3 separate regions of the Mus musculus genome follow, and regions 1 and 2 are each linked to region 3. The links are chromatin contacts, called in public Hi-C and HiCAR-type maps. All regions are on one chromosome and are shown on one strand. Each heading gives the region's core, a stretch centred on a gene start, on an enhancer-like site or on the middle of the called end of the contact. The rest is flanking DNA. Distances are from core to core; before and after follow the strand shown. Region 1 has its middle 3.6 kb from the start of Gm32590. Region 2 overlaps Nrp1 (neuropilin 1). Region 3 overlaps A930035F09Rik (a long non-coding RNA gene).

What was found. Hi-C and Micro-C count contacts between places; a contact is called where the count stands out from the background. HiCAR-type assays count read pairs that join an accessible place to other places.
Region 1: a contact with region 3 is called in a HiCAR-type map of fibro-adipogenic progenitors, with 4 times the contacts expected there. The contact joins two enhancer-like sites. A contact is called at or near these places in 1 of 484 Hi-C or Micro-C datasets (bone marrow-derived macrophages) and 1 of 115 datasets of contacts at active chromatin or transcription factors (fibro-adipogenic progenitors).
Region 2: a Hi-C map of Sertoli cells shows a contact between it and region 3, with 5 times the contacts expected there. The contact joins two enhancer-like sites. A contact is called at or near these places in 10 of 484 Hi-C or Micro-C datasets (the HL-1 cell line, Sertoli cells, embryonic stem cells and 6 more).

Annotation. Positions count from the first base shown.
Region 1 is chr8:127,807,466-127,811,219 of GRCm38.p6, forward strand. No RefSeq gene overlaps it. Among named protein-coding and RNA genes, the nearest start is that of Gm32590, 3.6 kb to the left of the region's middle. Within about 2 kb of position 2,081, at least 16 of the 459 cell types and tissues checked have an H3K27ac peak or open chromatin away from gene starts, as enhancers often do. A contact at or near this core is called in fibro-adipogenic progenitors, where this site is marked.
Region 2 is chr8:128,483,041-128,487,145 of GRCm38.p6, forward strand. The region is part of intron 11 of Nrp1 (neuropilin 1); the gene reads left to right. All of the region lies in intron 1 of Gm32643 (a long non-coding RNA gene), which reads right to left. Among named protein-coding and RNA genes, the nearest start is that of Gm32643, 7.9 kb to the right of the region's middle. Within about 2 kb of position 1,796, at least 27 of the 459 cell types and tissues checked have an H3K27ac peak or open chromatin away from gene starts, as enhancers often do. A contact at or near this core is called in Sertoli cells, where this site is marked.
Region 3 is chr8:128,218,254-128,221,921 of GRCm38.p6, forward strand. All of the region lies in intron 1 of A930035F09Rik (a long non-coding RNA gene), which reads right to left. Among named protein-coding and RNA genes, the nearest start is that of Mir21c, 58 kb to the right of the region's middle. Within about 2 kb of position 1,513, at least 50 of the 459 cell types and tissues checked have an H3K27ac peak or open chromatin away from gene starts, as enhancers often do. A contact at or near this core is called in Sertoli cells and fibro-adipogenic progenitors, where this site is marked.

The DNA.
Region 1 (3,754 bases), core at 831-3,330, 410 kb before region 3:
GCACTCACAGAGCATGTGATCCTCCCATCCATTTGTATCCAATTCTGCCCTAACTGCTCATGGACTTAGGTGTCAGGAAGGGGTAAGAGGAAATGGGTGGGGACAGATAACTGAAGGGGGCTATAGCTACAGAGTCATGGGGAAGCATCCTTCTGGTGTGGCTGCTTTAGAATCACCCGTGCTTCTGCACATAACCGAGCCTTCACCCGTGGCTCTCTAAGTAAGTCCAATGGACTCACTGGTTCCCCTGGAGAATTTTGGTAGAGTCATACATTGGTTTGTCATTGGGAGCTTATGAGGAGTGGGTAGGCATTGTTTGTCTCTGCAGGGAGAAACTTCTCACAATAATCAGCCCCTGGCTCAGGGGATTTTTCTAAACTATTACATTTCCCCTCTTCCTAAAAAATTATTTTTTAGTGGTTTCCTTAAGGTAAGCTACTGGCCTTTGTTAAGGCATATGTAGAGTTCAGTTTCTTTGTGTGTGTGTTCACATGTATGTAGATGCACATGAATATGTGTGGGTATGCATGTGTGTATGCATATGTGCATGTATATGTACACCAGCATATTGAGGCCAGAGGACAATCTCAAATGTTGTTCCTCAGGAGCCATCTATCCATCTTTCACTGTCTTGGAGATTTCCAAGTGGCTGGGCTGACTGTCCAGTAGACCCAGAGAGCTACCTATCTCTACCTCCCCAGTGCTGGAATATACACACACACATTTTATATATATACATAAAATATATATATTATATATATGGTGTTATGAATACACTTGGCTCACAAGAAGTGGCTCACAAGAAGGGGGTGTGGCCTTGTTGGAATGGATGTGGCCTTGTTGGAGGAAGGGTGTCATTGTGGGGGTGGACATTGATGTCCTATGCTCATGCTCTGCCTGGGGAAGAAGAGAGACACTCCTCCTGGCTGCCTTTAGATCAAGATGTAGAACTCTTGGCTTCTCCAGCACCATGTCTGCCTGCATGACGCCCATGCTTCCCACCATGATGATAATGGACTGAACCTCTGAAACTGTAAGCCAGCTTCAATGGAATGTTTGGTTTTATAAGAGTTGCCTTGGTCATGGTATCTCTTCACAGTAATGAAACCCTAACTACGTATATATAATATAATACTATTGCACCTATGTAGACACTACAAGACAACTCGTAGTTAATTACTTCCTTCTATCATGTGGGCTTCCTGGGAAATTGAATTCAGGTTGTCAGGCTTGGCAGCAGGTACATTTATTCACTAATCCATCTGACTGACAGAGTCAGTCTCTCTCTCTCTCTCTCTCTCAATCTCTCTCTCTCTCTCTCTCGATTCTGAGAGTTGAACCCAGGTCCTGGGGCTTGAAGAGCCAGCACTTTCCTGACTTAGCTATTGTTTCATCCCCAATCCAGTCTTTTTAAAATCCATCTCTATCATGTATTGAGCGTACCCTGTATTTTCACTCTGCCCTCAGAACCAGGACTGCACATGCTTCTCTTGAATAATTCTTTCTTACTAGTTTCAAAAGGAGTCTTTCGTATCCTAGGTCAGCTGCTGAAAACTCAGGTTTCAGAGCACAGGCAGCCTCTAGAGAAACAGACAGCAATTATTCCCCCCCCCCACACACACACTCCCCATTTTCTTGGCTTTCTTTAAAATATAACATCTAATTTCATAAGTCATATTAAATCATTTTAGGAGTAAGACGTGACATAAATGATATCTAAAGTGTGAATTACAGAAAACGTTTAATCCTACAAAATATTCTAGGCAAAGCCCTGGACTTTCTCCTCCTTGGTTCCCAAGGGCAGAGGAGGCCCTGAATCACAGCAGTCATTCATTACGGGAATCTATGGCAGAAAAACAATGTTTGGGAAGCTTCTAGACCTGTGGGGGCCAGATTTGTTCCCGGATCATATTGTCTTTTGGCATTGTCTGTGTGACCAGCTTCCAGGGAGTTATTTAAAGAAAGTTCTCAAGCACAACGATGAACCAGGAAAGAAGCGATTTGGCAACTTTGGAACTCAGGAATTCTAAACAAAAATGAGAATAGAACACTGAGTTCTTAAGTCTTCTCATGCAACATTTTTGATACACTAAAAAAGTCGTCTTTTCCCATCCACTTGGATAGGCACACACAGGGGACCATCCTGCCATGCACAGATGTACACTAATTCTCCCCTCTCAGGAAAATTTGGTCAGAACTTTGCATACACAATTTCTCCTGGAAAATATATACATTAATCCCAGGGTTGCAGACATCTGTAAGTAGTTGAAAATCAAACAGTTCATGCCACTTGCTCTGCTGAAGTGACACCCCATTTAAATGTTTCCTAAATGTTTTCCAGATTCCCAAATCCCCTTTGATGTTTTATATTTAATGAACAAGTGCTGAAATGATTTTGCTGCAGAAAGGAGGCCTTTCAACAAATAGGTGAAGTGTCTCTGCTGCTCAGATCTCCCAGACAGGATTTTGAGGTGGCTGAACAGAGTCTACCTGCCTGAGGCTCACATGCATTTCACCTTGGAGCCCCTTGAGAGATCCCAGTACCCTATCACCAGTGTGTTGTGTGAGCCCAGTCCCTTCCAGGACTGGTTCCATTAAAAAGTGCTCAGAATTCTCCAAGGACTTTTAATTGGCCTATCAACAAAGACTTTCGTGTGAAGAAGGGGATAGAGGTCCTGGTATAATATGCAAGAATGTCTCTGGTTCATCTCAAAAGTGTTTTTATTTATGTATTTATTTGTTTGTATATGTGTGTGAGTATTTAACTTTGTGTTTATGTGTGTACTTATTTAAGTGTGTAAGAGTATTTAAGTGTATGTGTGTGTGTGTGTGTGTGTGTGTGTGTGTGTGTGTGTGTGTAGTATTTATTTAAGTGTGTGCGTGTATGTGTGCTAGTGTATGTATGTTCAGTCCGTGGAGGCCAAAGCTCAGTTTCAGGTGTCATTCTTCAGGAGCCACCCACTTTGTACTTTTTAGACAGGGTCTCTCACTGGGACTCAGAGCTCATGATGACATAGCTCAGGCTATGATGACAGACCAATAATCCCCAGGGATCCTCTTGTCTCTGACTCCCTGGTGCTGGCTTACAAACTTATACCATTACGTAGGTTCTAGGGACCGAATTCAGGGACTTTCCCAATTGAATTATCTCTTTAACCTTCATTGGAACCTTTATACCCGAGAGCATAACAGCTTATAATAACAAAACAAAACTTTCTCTTAATTTAGAGAGCTATTTCCCTAATGTTTCTCAGTGGGACCCTGGACAGAGATGGTTCTAGAGTAATTCACCCAACATAACAACAAGCCTTCTCTGTCGATCTTGGAAGGAGGGGCCTTGCTAGGCAGAAAAGATACCCCATACCTTCAAGGAGGTGCAAGCCAGCAAGTGTGTCTTTACAAATCTAGCCCTCTCCAGCACCCAGGGAACTGCCTGTGGTTTTGTAGTCCTGAATGCACTTAGACCTGCAGAGCTAGGCCCTGGAGCAGTGGCATGCTTCACACATGACCGGTGACTCTCATAGACTAACCATGACAGAAACCTCTTGCTGCTTGTGGGCTCTTCAGGCTTTGGCAATTGGCTTCTGTGGGATGTCTTACTCTTGACTGTCTTCTACATGAAGCCTTCTCTCATAAATGTCCTTGGAGATGCCATTCAGCTGTTTCCTTCTAACTGTATAAGGCCTCCAAGTACCTATGATACAAGGTGGCATTCATTGTTCTTCCTGATATTGGGACTGTTTTTGCCTTCTTT
Region 2 (4,105 bases), core at 546-3,045, 270 kb after region 3:
AACTGGTGTCCTCCAAATTTCCAAGACAATCACTTATCATATTGCTATGAGCTATCAATGTAAATCTTACATATAAATAACAACAAACCATAAAACGTTATTCCAGTTAACGCAGAGGCATTTTTACACCAGGCAACAAATTCTGTGGCTGATATAGAAAGAGTTCTATCCTCAAGCCAGACCTCATACAATCGTCCCAAAGTTGCCTGTAAGCCAGCCACCCCAAGCCTCAGGGTTCTGTGGGCCCAACACAGCCTCAGTGAAGTCCCTCATAAAAAGGGGGCATTTCAGAATCACAGTACACCCTTTTCAGTTGCCCTATGTGGAAGGCTCTTATCCTTATGAGCTCTAGAGTGGTCAGTTAATATTGATTAGAAACAAAGGCTCAGATTTGCTCCTCATATCCGAACAAATGGTCTTCTCATTTTTACGTTAGTTCATGACTGAGCCAACTGAAACTAGAGCCTTTGAATGAATAGGGCAAGCCTGTTAGCCTGGAGCAAAGTGCGTATGAGGCAAGCTGTGGACCCTAGAAAATGTGTCATTCAGAGTGGAAACAGTGACAGCCCTTGAGAGGACAAGGTTTTGTTTTACCTACAGTGCTGAAAAGGTTTCTTCAGTAGAGAAAAAAAAAAATCCTTCTTAATTTTTTTTTTAAGTTGCCATGGCAAGAAAGAAAATAGTTATTTTCTTAGGCTAGTATATCTCAACAATTCTAAAAATCTGTGCCCATAGTTAGAATCTCAGAGGCTGATCATGAACAGACCACAGCCCACCAAGAACACATAATCAATCTTATTCATTCTCATACTTCATTTTCATTGGTTATATTAAAGTCAAAACTAAAATGTGTGTGTATGTGTGTGTGTGTGTGTGAGAGAGAGAGAGAGAGAGAGAGAGGGAGAGGGAGAGGGAGAGGAAGAGGGAGAGGGAGAGGGAGAGGGAGAGGGAGAGGGAGAGGGAGAGGGAGAGGGAGAGGGAGAGGGAGAGTTTTCTAGGAAACTGTGATCACATAAAATCATTTTTGAAGAATTCAGTTAACCCAACCTTTCATCTGTTAAACACTCACTCTGTGAGCCTACCTGCCGCAGACAACTTTCGACAAACAAAACCCATGCCTCCTGAACTTACACCTGACTTAATTAACTCTCTATATGTAAAACACACACACACACACACACACACACACACACACATCCTGAGCTCACCTATCCTAAGCACTTCTAAACCCCTAGAGCAATGGTTCCCACCCTGTGAGTCCCCACCCCTTTGACAAAACTCTACTCCAAAAGTATTTACATTCTGACTCATAACAGTTATGAAGTAGCAATGGAAATAATTTTATGGTTGGGGTCACCATAACATGAGGAACTATATTAAAATGTTGCAGCATTAACAGGGGTAAGAACCACTGGTCTAGTCAGCATAGACTCACATTACCCTTTTGGCTAAATGTGACAGACCTTATGGCCAGACCTACCAACTTTGGCCAGACTTTGGGTATCCAATGTAATAAAAGCCAGTAGGAGTTTTCTCACTTGAACCCCAAGAGTAGGGCATGTGGGGAAAAAAATTGATTCTCTCTTGAGCAAGTACTTATCCAATCAGGACATTCAGAGTCTGTTCAAATTCTCCTGGGATGACATGTCTGGATATAGTGGGGAACAAATACTCCAGACAATGCTATTACTCACAAATAATTCTGACATTCAACTGAACTATGCCCCTTGCTAGGAACTGGAGACCTTGTATCTCTATGTTTTCTGGCCAAAGTTAAGTTGCTTAACCCCTGAAGTTGCTCAACTGCAAACCCTTTTGAAAGGCAGTGAGTGGGAGGTGAAATTTCACCTTGAGCCACAAGGACCCAACAGTGGAATTCAGCTTACAGCCTGTAGCAAAAACTGATCATGCGTATCAGATATGAAAGTGACTGTTCACCTTGAATCTCTCTCCTCTCAGACTACTGGGGACTGTATGCTAATGTTTTCTGGCCTCCATCCAATCCTGCCATCAGAAACTCCTGAACTCTCAGTGTGCATAATCCCTCCTTTCCAGTGCCTGCCTACTTTACTGAGGCCATGTGCATATGACCCTCCTTTAGTATTTGCACTCTGGGAGTGGGACATGGTAGTTCAAAGAGTCAGCTCAGAAACCTCAAGCTGTTCCAAGAGCAAAATATTGCAGCTCTGTAATGCATCACAACACATTTAATGTGAATTCTGGTCTGTGGAGCTGTAAGAAAGGACAGGCCTGTGCAGAGATCATCACAGATCTGCATGAAGTGAGGCAGAACACCCTGCAGTCTCTCCATGCCTCTACCCTAAGTAGGACAGGGTTTATACTCTGGAATGAAGATCAATTCATTGGGGTGAGGAAGATGGCTTAACAGACAATGCACTTACTACACAATCATGAGAAGCTGAGCTTGGATACATGTAAAAAGTCAGATGTACCAGTGTGCACCTATAATCCCAATTCAAGAGAGGCAGAGACAGGATCTCCTGTAGCAGTTGGCCAGTTAGTTTAGCCAAATCAGTAAACTCTAGGATTATTAAGAGGCTCTATCTCAGAAATAAAATAGAGAGGTCTGGAAAGGACTCAATGGTTAAGAGTTTGTATAAAATTTGAGTTTGGGTCCCAGCATCCATGTCAGCTGCCCATAACTCCAGTTCTATGGGATCCAATGCCCTCTGGCTTACACACACACACACACACACACACACACACACACACACAGAAAGAGAGAGAGAGAGAGAGAGAGAGAGAGAGAGAGAGAGATGGGAGGAGAGAGAGAGAGAGACACCAGTTCATTTAAAATATACATAATTTAAGGTAATGTGGAGATCAATTGAAAAAGACACTGCAAAAGATGCTGACCCCTGGTTTCCACACCATATCTATCTATCTATCTATCTATCTATCTATCTATCTATCTATCTATCTATCTATCTATCTATCTATCTATGCACAGTAACACAGAAGACCCATTACCTGCACCAGAATCTGTGCAGATACACTAGAGAAGAATGGTTCCCTTAAGCCCCTAAATAAAAAGCAGCACAGCATTGTTTCCCACACCCAGTGAGTCAAAGACTCATCTGAGAAGCTCTGGAAAATAATTTATTTCAAGGCCTTTTCTCCCAGAGATTCTGTTCCCACTGAGGTCCCCGAGGGGATAAGTAGGAAATTAAAATGACTAATCAAGGTTATTCTTGTGGCAAGTTTGAGAACACTGTTTAGGGACCTGGCAGGACTTAGTAGAGCCCTTGCTTCCCAAGAATGAGTTATAGTGCCATGTGTTTATAATCCCAACACTGGGGGTGCAGAGATAGGAGGGTCCCTCGGGCTTGATGGCTAGCCAGCCTAGCCTAACCAGCAAACTCCAGGTCTTAGATACAGACCCCATCTCTAAGGAAATGACTCAAGATAATATTGACATCTGAGATTAACCTGTTGCTTCTGTATATTGTATCACACACATTCATGGACACACTGACACACGTGTATAGATATGAATGTATCCTCATATGCAAGAACCACACACACACAGAGTGAGAGAACACTACTTAGAACAGCCTAGACTGATGGTGAGTGGGGAAGGCAGAACAACCACGCAGAAGAAAGTTAAAGTCTGTAAAAGACTACAACCCATCCCCTGACAGAGATTCCCAAGGAAGTCCCAGGCTGAATCAAAGCTGAAAGAATTCACATAATTACCGTTCAATCCTCAAGTCCCTTGGGATTGGGACAAAGTGTTTATCCCCTTTGCCTTCAGATACCTTCCACCACTTCTCCAAAACATTCTGAGCAGAATATTTGTTCTTGGAAAAAAATAAACAGCTATGCCATAGGAAAGAATGAAGCAGGAAGAACCATGGCCATCCATTTTAAACCTTCAGTTTTAAAAATACCTCATGGGGACTGACCTCATGACTTCCCTGAAGGCACACTTTTCAAACTCTAGAAACTATTGGATGCTTCAAGGTATAGGTCAAGTTTAATACTTAAGTCAGTGAGAAGGGTAGAGCCCTGGCATTTCACTGTTGAAACAGAATGCTGCATTTAGCCCTAGCATAAAGTCCCCAACTCCTCATGCCTTCTGGAT
Region 3 (3,668 bases), core at 263-2,762:
ATATTTGCTTTCATAGAGAGACAATAAAATTCACATAATAATGATATCATTTTGTCTGTTTTCCAAGCAAGCTTATGTAAAGAAAAAAAATCACAACTAACTTTTGGGAATTAAAAACATTAATAATAATGAAACTATTTTCCTATAAAACTGGGAGTATAGTTATTTCCAAAGTCCTATTAGGAAAATTATTAGTGCTTCTTTCTCTCACTAGAATTCCCCAAACAAATTTCTTTGATATTTTACTCATTATTTTTATAATTAGGCATAAAGTGATTCAGACTTTATCCATAATTTAGCAGATCCTTGTGGTTATTTCCAAATAAGATTAGTATTTCTGCACATTACAGATAAGCAGTCAGCCACATGTGATATAACATCCTTTTTCAAATAATTAGGTTTACAATGTGACATGAGCAATTCCTCACTATTAGAAGATGATAAAATTAATAAGAAACAGAAAATTCTGCTGTCAGTGAATTGAAGCTAAAGGAGGGTACATGTAACATCGTGGTGTCCCCATCAGGAGGCAGACATCCCTCTAACACATAATTTTAACCTGTTAGTTGAGAGTGGCCAGTGCCTAATACTTCCTTTTGAAAAAAAATTTAAAAAGCCCACATTGTCAGACTCTGAGTCTAAGATGTTATCTTTTTATGAGTGTTCTATGAGCATGTGTCACCTTTTCAGTGAGGCACACAGAGGCAAAGGACTACCTTCTCACCCTGTCAGGAACTTCAGACAGTGACTGGAGGTTCTAACTATTCCCCGGGAAGTTGTATTGTTACTGGCTACATGGGGAATAACTACATACTAAGATAAAGGAGAATTCTTTAAGTTCCAAACACTTGACCTTAACGTTCTGTTGATTAAGAACCACTATTGGATCTCCAAGAGCACTCAAGTGGGTATTTGTTCAGAGAAATTTAAAAGCAAAGGTGCCAGGAAAGAGGAATCTAAAAACAGAATTGGAACTCTGAGATGCCAGAAGAGAGTAAACCTTGTAATTCAGTATGGTAGGCCAGTGCTTCCAGACTTATTGCATCCAGAGTCAAGGTCATCTTTCTGAAGAGCATCAGAGGGGAGGTGTGGGTTAAAATGGTGCATTTGCCCTATTTGGGCTGTTACCAAATTTCCAATGAATGGAAACCCAACCTAGGACTTCTACTTCCTGACTTACAGAGACACTGGACTATTGGACATATTGAACATTTGTGGTAAATGCTTGTTAATGGAATAGTCCTTACCCTGGAGTCTCTATGTCTAAGCTTCCCTCTTCCTTCTTTGGGCTTTCTAATCTGTATTCTTCAGACTTAGCATTCATCTGATGTACTTCCAGACCATTCTGCTATTTCAGATACTACCTTAGCAAAATTTCTAAGTGCTAAAGACTCTTAAAAAATACACTTAGAAGGGAGATTAGGTAAGAATCCTAAGTATGCTGCCAGCCCTGGGACACTTGCCTAGTGACCTAATTTCATGGGAATTTGCCAGGCCTACTCTGTGGAAGAATTCCAGGCCTATCCCTTCAGCCCCATGGCTTATTCAGCTGACAGTGCACACATCCAGGCTGTTCACATTGTTCTGACCTTCAGAGATTGTCTTTAATAGTGCTCTAGTTACTGCATAAATCCTAGTAAATGAAGAGACAGTCATGTTCATGGCTTATAAAATTCATACAACTACAAGCTCTTATGTCAAATGGTAAGAGTGTGTGTGTGCGTGTGTGTGCATGAATGTGTGCATGTACGTTTGCATGTACGTTTGTTTGCATACATGTGGTAGCCGGAGACCATCCCTGGGTATGATTCCTTTAGTGCTGCCAATCTCGGTCTGGAACACTACAAGTCGTCTAGGCTTCCTGGCAATCAGGCCACCGGGATCTACCTGTCTCTTCTTCTTAGCACCAAGGTTTCAAGCATATGTGACCAACATTTCAACATGGGTTCTGAAGATCATATTCAAGTCCTATGCTTGTAAGACAAACTCTTTACTGACAGCCGTCTTCCCAGCCCTCAGAATGATATGTCTTAGACTGAATTGAGACATGCACCCTTTTCTCATTATTCTAGACTTCTGTCACAAGCATGCTGAATACTTTCAGGAGCTTCTGTGAATGAATTATCTGTTATCAAGATTGTTCTATGAAAGACAAATTTCTTGTTGCCCACATGCTTCTTTGTGTAATTCTTTTTTCTCTCCTAGCTCTTTCTGAAGCCAGATCTGAAGTTATTTTAGACATCACTGCCAATTGGACATGGTTTTATATTGATCCAACATTCTCTTCAGAAAACTACCACAAAAGCATTGTGTGTTGGTCATTCAGAACTGCACTTTTAATTCTCTTCTATACACAGGCTTATGACCTTTCCAGAACAGTCGTACCTGGCTCTCTTCTCCCATCTGGAAATGTTACAATGGCCTCTGGTCATGTCCACCATATGTTTTTAGATAAGGTATCTCACTTAAGTTCATTAACTTAAGACTTTATAACCCTATACAGCCTGCTCGGGGCACTAATGAAAAGAAAGAAAACCTATGTTATTATCCCACTTTTTTTTTTCTTGATGTTGTTGGTTTTGGTTTTTGGTTTTTGATTTTTGCCAGGGCTGGGAGAACTGGAAGGATGCTCAGTTGGTAAAGTGCATGGTATGCCAGCATAATTACCTAATTTGAATCCCTAGCACCCACTAGAAGCTGGGCATAGTGGTGTGCACCTATAACACCTATAACCATACTGGTGGGGTGGGGCAGAGATAGGTTGATTCCCTAGAACTTGCTGATGAGCCAAACTAGGCAATTGGTAGCTCAAAAACTGAAAGTTTTTGTTTCTATTAAGAAAATGGTTAATACAAACCTCTGACACCATCCCATGTACACGCACACACATATATCTGTATATGCATGTACACACACAAATATGTACTCATGCATATATTACATGCAAATACATATACAGAAGAAATGTTAAGATAAAAAGGCTTTTTGAACTCTCATGCATTTATATATGTGGGATAGGGATGCGGTAAGACCAGAGGTAAACTTTGGATGTCTTACTCAATTGATGTCCACCATATGTTTTTAGATAAGGTATCTCACTGAGCTTACCCCAGGGATCTCCAGGCTTCCAACTTCCCAGCACAGGGATCATAGAGACTTATGGTCAGGCTTAGGTTTTTTATGTGGGTTCTGGGGAATCAAAGTCCAGGCCCCATGCTTTACAGACTGAGTTTCCCCCAGACCATGAACATTTATGTATCACTTATTATATAATATGGCACAATAATTCTAAAATATCCCATACTTACTTGAAACAAGCTAGGTTTTACCTCATTTTATTTATAAAATAAAATAGAAACATTTTGTTACCGTACCAAAAGTTGATGTAGCAAATTTTGTGACAAAGCCCTTTAGGTAATGATTTAAGAAAGTTTATTCCAGGTTAAAGATAGATAGATAGATAGATAGATAGATAGATAGATAGATAGATAGATGTAGATATACATGTAGGTATATCAGTGTGCTTTGTACCTTCTCTGTCCCTTCCTCTGTCCCTCCTATTTTCAAGCAACACATATCTGGTGGCTTTTTAAATAATTAGATTTTAATCAGAATGTCTGGTTGATGCAGTCAGAGTCCCACAAGCACCACAAGTTTCAAGGGGAGGG